2 separate regions of the Anser cygnoides genome follow, and region 1 is linked to region 2. The links are chromatin contacts, called in public Hi-C maps. All regions are on one chromosome and are shown on one strand. The core of a region is the stretch at or near the end of the contact, and the rest is flanking DNA. Distances in the headings are between cores, read along the strand shown. Region 1 holds the start of MYNN (myoneurin). Region 2 holds the start of PRKCI (protein kinase C iota).

What was found. Hi-C and Micro-C count contacts between places; a contact is called where the count stands out from the background.
Region 1: a Hi-C map of liver shows a contact between it and region 2, with 4 times the contacts expected there. The contact joins the promoter of MYNN here to the promoter of PRKCI in region 2. A contact is called at or near these places in 2 of 7 Hi-C or Micro-C datasets (both in liver).

The regions. Positions count from the first base shown.
Region 1 is chr9:22,309,288-22,312,466 of Taihu_goose_T2T_genome, reverse strand. It overlaps MYNN (myoneurin), which reads left to right and starts at 1,336. Exons shown (of 8, transcript XM_048059432.2): 1 at 1,336-1,481; 2 at 1,918-2,214. The coding sequence starts at 1,949. TRNAV-AAC (transfer RNA valine (anticodon AAC)) reads left to right here and starts at 937; the gene lies at 937-1,009.
Region 2 is chr9:22,160,872-22,164,173 of Taihu_goose_T2T_genome, reverse strand. It overlaps PRKCI (protein kinase C iota), which reads left to right and starts at 1,336. Exons shown (of 18, transcript XM_048059299.2): 1 at 1,336-1,454. The coding sequence starts at 1,345. PHC3 (polyhomeotic homolog 3) reads right to left here and starts at 187. Exons shown (of 14, transcript XM_067002405.1): 1 at 1-187.

The DNA of each region.
Region 1 (3,179 bases), core at 87-2,586, 150 kb before region 2:
GGTTTCAAATGACACTTTAGTGTGAAATATTAACCCAAGGTGTGGCGTTCTATTTACTTACGTATGCAGGTTTAAATATATTGAAAATGAATTGGATTATTTTGAAAATCGAGATCTCCAAGTTTCTCTGTCACGTGAGTGCTGTGATTTTTGGTGGTAGCGCTCTTTCTCAGTCAGCAACGAAGACTGTCGACGTGGTTCAAATAAAAGCCCAATAGGTGGCAGATCCAGCTCTTCTGCAGTGAGGTGGTGGCAGTCTGTCTCCCCGATTCGCTGCCTGAAGGAGAGAAGGAAAGGATGCTCTGTCAGCCTGCGTGCTCCAAGCGGTTACCTGCTTTTGCCTGAAACCATACCAGACTACACGGGGCCTTTTCTCACATGAAAAGCGTTATAAAGAAAGGCACCACAAACCCGCGGCACTGCCGTTAGGAATACAAACAGCTTATTTATTTCCGCAGCCCCCCAGCCATGCCACGGCCACCTGTGGCAGAAGGGGCAGCGGGCAGCAGCACGGAGGAGCTGTGCTGTGGGGCCTGCCCTCGGCTGAGGGGCTCGGGGGTGAGCGGGGAGCTCTGGGGGTGCAGAGGAAGGAAGGAAAGTGCTGGGCCTTGAGGGAACGGCCTCACGTTGAGCCAGGGGAGGTTCAGGTTGGAAATGAGGAGATATTTCCTCTCAGGAAGAGCAGCCAGGCGTTGGGATGGGTTGCCCAGGGAGGTGGTGGCGTCACCATCCCTGGGGACGTTCAAGACAAGGTTGGACGTTGTGCTTGGGGACATGGTTCAGTGGGTGACATTGCTGGTAGGGGGGTGGTTGGAACAAGTGATCTTGGAGCTCTTTCCAACCTAGATGATTTTGGGATTCTGTGGGGGTAGGTCCCCAGCCTGCAGTGAGGTAGGTGCCATGAGGGGATCGCTGGAGAGCCTCCGTACAAGCGGAGTTTCCGTAGTGTAGTGGTTATCACGTTCGCCTAACACGCGAAAGGTCCCCGGTTCGAAACCGGGCGGAAACACCGGCGGGTGGCTCGCATTTTCTTTTTTTTTTTTTTCTTTTCTTTCTTTGATGTGACGCTGGAAAGTAACGGAGGTCCGCCGGCGCTGCGGAACCGGTGCCCCGAATTACTTTGAACTGGAAGCACCAACGCGGCGGGACGTTAGAGCCTTCAGTTCCAGCGGGACTACATCCCCCAGCATGCACAGCTCCCTAACACCGTAGACCCCAGCGCTGCCACGCCGCGCTGCATCACGGGAGTTGTAGTCCGCGCCTCCCCGGCCGTCCCGGCGGTCGTTCCGCGGCCCGCCCCGCCCCGTTCCCCTCCGGGCGGTGCCCGCCGAGTCCCCGCTCCCCCCGCGGGTCCTCCCCGCCCCTCCCCGAGCCCCGGCGGTCCCGGGAGCACCGGAAGTGGCGTGCGGGAAGCGGCGGCGGCACAACATGGCGGCCTGAGGCGGAGGAGCCGCCGCTTCCTCCCGCTCGTCCCGCCGCAGGTGCGCGAGGCGCCGCCGCCCGCCTCAGGGCCGGGACCGAGGGGGGGGCGTCCGAGGGCGGCTGGGGCGGGCCCGGCCCGGCCCTGAGGGGCCCGGTGGGGACCGGGGAAGGACCGCGGAGGGTCCCGGCCCCGGGAGGCTGCGGCCCGGCCGCTCCCCGTGCCCCGAGGCGGCTCTGCCGCCGCCCCCCGTTGTCCCTCGGTGAGCCCCGGGTCCAGCCCCGGCGGCCGGGAGCTCCCCCGCTCCCTCCCCGCAGCCCTGAGGAGGGAACCGGGCCGCTGAGCCCCGTGAGGGAGGTCCCGGTGCCCAGCCGGCCACGGGGAGGGGGGGGGGGCGGGTTCAGCGCTGGGGTATTTGTCATTATTAACTTTGTTTTGAGGGAGGGGAAAAAAAGAAATAAAATCCGGCGTGTGACTGGGTTCCTTCGCTTTCCCAGGAGGGAACGGAGGCCGCAGGCCGCTGCCAGGATGCAGTACTCCCATCACTGCGAGCACCTGCTGGAGAGGCTGAACAAGCAGCGAGAAGCCGGCTTCCTTTGTGACTGCACCGTCGTCATCGGCGAGTTCCAGTTCAAGGCGCACAGAAATGTGCTGGCTTCCTTCAGCGAGTACTTCGGGGCCTTCTACAGGGACGCCTCTGACAACAACGTCGTTTTGGATCAGACTCAAGTGAAGGCTGATGGATTCCAAAAACTCCTGGAGTTTATTTACACGGGAAACTTAAACCTTGACAGGTAACACGTGCTATTCAAGTGGGAAAGAAAATAGGGAAACAAACTGTATTGAGGCAGTACTGGATTTTTTGTACTTTGTAACGCATTTGGGAGGAACGTAGTAGTGGATGTGATGCATGCAAACCGCTGAAGATCATCTGTTTGCATGCTCCAGGATAGCACTCGGCATGTGAGTTCCAAAGCACAAATACGTTGTCAGATGTTTTGCTGATAGTTTCGGGCTCTTGAGTCTTTCTGTCAGGATCAGGAAGGATTAAAAATCTTGTGTGGTTACTGGGAGAGGGAGGGATAACTCGATTCTTCCTGAAGTGGGATTGTAGGAGCCCTTTTTCCAGTCAACACACAGAAACTATAAGCATTTTCCCCCTTATGGGGGTGTTTTTGTGCATGTTGTGTTACTTTGTGTGCAGTGAGGGTTTTTTGTAGTGCTGCTCTCTCAGGGAAAAGAAGGAGGTGTGGCTCACTCAGCTGTGACTGCTCAGAAGCAGGTAGCCCAGAAGTGTAACTCCTGTTGCAATGTCTGGTGTCAAATGGGTCCGAAAAAACTTTGTTGCTGCTGATCTCTGCAAATTCAGACTTGAGAATTTTAGAAGCCTGGATGCAGGGTGTTGTTTCGGTGTTGTTTCTGTCTGTAACTTAGCTACAAGTTTTAACACTAATAGAGCAACTCCCGCAGCAGTGCCTTATAGTTAGTGCGTTAGGCTTTGCAACTTTCTGGGTTCGTTCTGAGCGGCTGGGATCTCTGAAAGAAGTGGGCTGTGAGTGAACGTGCTGTTCTTACCCAGGGAGAGCTGTTTGTGCAGACGCCTGGAGCTCTGCTGGCGGGTACCTGTCAGCCTGTGATGTATCCCTGCTGCAGCCCCCGTTGTCTTCTGTGACAGCGGGGGCACGTGTGAACCCCGGAGGATTTACCTAGAGCTCAGTGCTAGTGTCGTACAAGCTACCGAGCCTGTTGTACGCATGGA
Region 2 (3,302 bases), core at 87-2,586:
GAGCCTCTCCTTGCTATGGGGATGACTGCTTCTTCCCCTGAACTGACTGTAATCGATCAGAGTTGAATTACACCATTATTTCTCAAGCGTACGTGGTAGCAGCTGCTTTGTACTACTTGGAGTAGAAGAGCAAAGCCCAGCCTCCATGCAGGCAAGTAGCCGCTGTACCACATAAAGCTAACTCAAATCTTGCATGGGATATCCTGACAAGCTCAGTACCTCTCCATCTCTCTGTCACAAAATGTTTTCCTCTCTGTGATGGAATACTCTTAGAGATCTTGTAGGAAACTAAGAAAAATGTTGGAAGTTGTAGAGCAAGGTATTGTTAAGATACAGCAAGGTATTTCCTGCTGCATGAAATTGATGCAAGACTGTTTGGAAACTGGGTGGAGCAAGTTTCTTCTGAGGAAGAAAAATGCCTGCTGCAGGAAGGTCAGGTATCGTGACAAAAAAAGTTCTGTACTTTGTAACCTCTTGCAGGGAAAACAGCAAATGGGGACTTAAGTTACTTTATCATCAAAAAGCAAAAAGAAGAGCAAAGTGCACGACTGGAATGTGCAGGTCTCGTATAGCAGCTTGTTGCGGACCACAGAGTGGCAGAATTCCACGCTGCTTTAACAAACGTCCGGGTACGGTGCCGATTACACCAAGGAGGTAGTGGGGAAAAAGGAAGTGTTTGTGCTGTATCAGAACAAAAAAAAACAAAACAAAAAAAACAAACAAAAAAAGGTTAGGTTACCTATTCCTCAGGATTCCCAGAAACATCCATCTTTCAAGGAAGTGCTGGGCAAAACAAATATGCGTTATCAAAGACGCTACCAACGTGGTGTTAAATAGGGAAAGCCTAAAGGAACCAATTTATGATAACAGCTCTAATAAAATACCTTTTCTTAAATATTAAGCGTTCCATCCCCTTTAATTAAAAAGCATCCTTTGTGTTTTCTTTCAAAAAAAACCACAAAACACCACACTTGCTGTATGCCTCTCGAAGCTCCACCTGCACCGAGCGCCCAGCGCTCCCCCCGCCCGTGCTCGCTCCCGCGCAGCCGCGGGGCCGCCCCCTGCCCGGCAGCCGCTGCGCGCTCCCGGCGGGCCGTACCAAGCGGCGGGGCCACCGGGAGGGGATCGCTTCTGCCCCGCCCGCCCCGCTCCGTCACGGGGGTGCGGGCGCCTCTTGGGCTCTGCGGAACCCCCCCCCCTTTCCTCCCCGCAGTGGTCCCGCCCGGCCTGGGCGGGCTGAGGGACGGCGGGGGGCGCGCGGCCGCCGCCTCCTCGTAGCGCGGCCCCGGCCCGGCCCCAGCCCGATCCCGGCCCCGGCCGCCCCGCCGCCGCCCCGCCCCGGGGATGCCGACGCAGCGGGACGGCAGCGGCACCATGTCGGCTCCGGGCGGCGGAGGGGGCGGCTTCGGCGGGGACGGCGGCCACCAGGTCCGCGTGAAAGCCTACTACAAGGGGTGAGTGCGGCGGTGGGGCCGGAGGCCCGCCCGGTGCTCTCCTCACGGCCCGGTGCCCCCCTCACAGCCCGGTTCTCCTCACGGCCGGCCCCGCGCTGCCGCCCCCCGCGGGGCTCTCGGTGCCACGGCCGGGGAAAATCGGGGAAAAAATAGGGGTTTCGGGGCCGGGCGCTGCGCGTTGGGCTCTTCTCGGGTCTGAAGGAGGAGAGTTGGGCTGAAAACCCGCCCCGTAGGGTCCTGGGGGGTTCCCCAGGGGCTGTGAGGGAGCCGAATGGCAGCGAGGTGCTGCCCCGTGTAACGAGCGCTGGAGGCCTTCAGAGGGAGAGCCTGGGTGCTGCTCTCCAGCAGCAGCGTGTAGTGACATATGCGATATAATATAAAGTCTGCTCTGCTGTGGGTGCGCTACCCCCTGCTAGGCACCGACATTTAGAGGAGCCGACTTTAAAAGTCTGAGAGCAAGGGTCATCGGGCCACTGAGTTGGGTAGGAGGTGATCTAATCAGAAAACAATGCAGGTTGCATTTTTGGGTTAAGATTAAGCTCTAGGCACTCTCAACAGCTTCCTTCCAGTTACCTGTGTTAAGTACAAGAAAAGATTTATTATATTTACGGTGTTTGCTGTCTGATATCTGTAGCATTATAGTTTTAAGGAGAGGTACAGAAGCCTTGCTGAGCACTTGGCAGTTGGTAATGCCTTTCGTTTCTGGCCTGTGTCTGCTTTGGGGCTTTTCTTGACAAAAGTGCTGTACGATCTGTGTAAAAGTGTGGCATAATCTGTGGTTTTATGAGGTCTGTGAAATGCTTTCAAACTAATAGTACGTGAAATTCTCTGCTCTTTGTTTTACAGTCTCTTTAATGCACCATTTCTTAAAGAAGTGGAGATGGCCCTGGCTATTAGCTGACAGAAGCGTTCGTTTGGTCAGGCAGTGAACTAAAGTGGAAACTGCTCTGGATTAAAACCATTTATTTTTCCTCTGCTGGGTCAGTTTTAATCTTGATCACTTCCACATGCAATCATTTGACTTCTTGCTTTAGTGCTGGGAGGCTGTGGTGCAAGAACAGAGATAAAGCAGCTCAGGGTTGTGGGAGTGCAGAAGAAAACTGCTACATTGGAGAGGAATGCTGGCTCATGACACTTTAAATATTAGGTAGTAATTTCACAGGCACTGGAATGTTTCCTTTGAGTTTCATCTGAGTTTCATCTGCTGACTTTTTAACTGTTAATGCAATTGTCTGTTTACTTTTAATAGTGGCACTGAATCATATGGGCAGTTGGTTAACCAACAAACTAACAGGCTGAATGCCTTTGTAATGATTCATTTCGAGGTCTAAACAAATTATTCCCTCCACTCTCCTACAAAGCAAGTCTCATGCCCACTTCTCAAGCTAGCATTATCAAGAAATGGATAGCAAAGGAAAACATTTTACTTGCGCTGGAATGACTTGGAGACTGAGGATCTAAATGCTGATATCAAAGGCAGCATTTTTGCTTTAATCACATAAACTGTATCAAGATTAGAGCTGGATAGAGGATTTTTAGGGAAATACTGTTAATCAGGAAATGTTAATCTTTCTTTTTTTTCTGATAGAAGTCTTTAAATGGGATGTAGAAGTTATTGTGCAAGTCTCGCTTGGAAGGTCTTCTCAACTTCCACTTCTTTTGTCTGGTCAAAGGAAAAAAAAAAAAAAGAAAAAGAAAGCTCCCCCCAGGAAAACCCCAGCCCAGCAAGTCAGAAGCCCGGGTTGGCTCTTGGAAGGTCGGAGCCTGGCGGTGGGGCTGCGCCTGCCAGCTCCAGAGGCTGAGTCCCAGCCCCAGAACATCGCACCGTCTGGCCAAGAGCCTAATTGC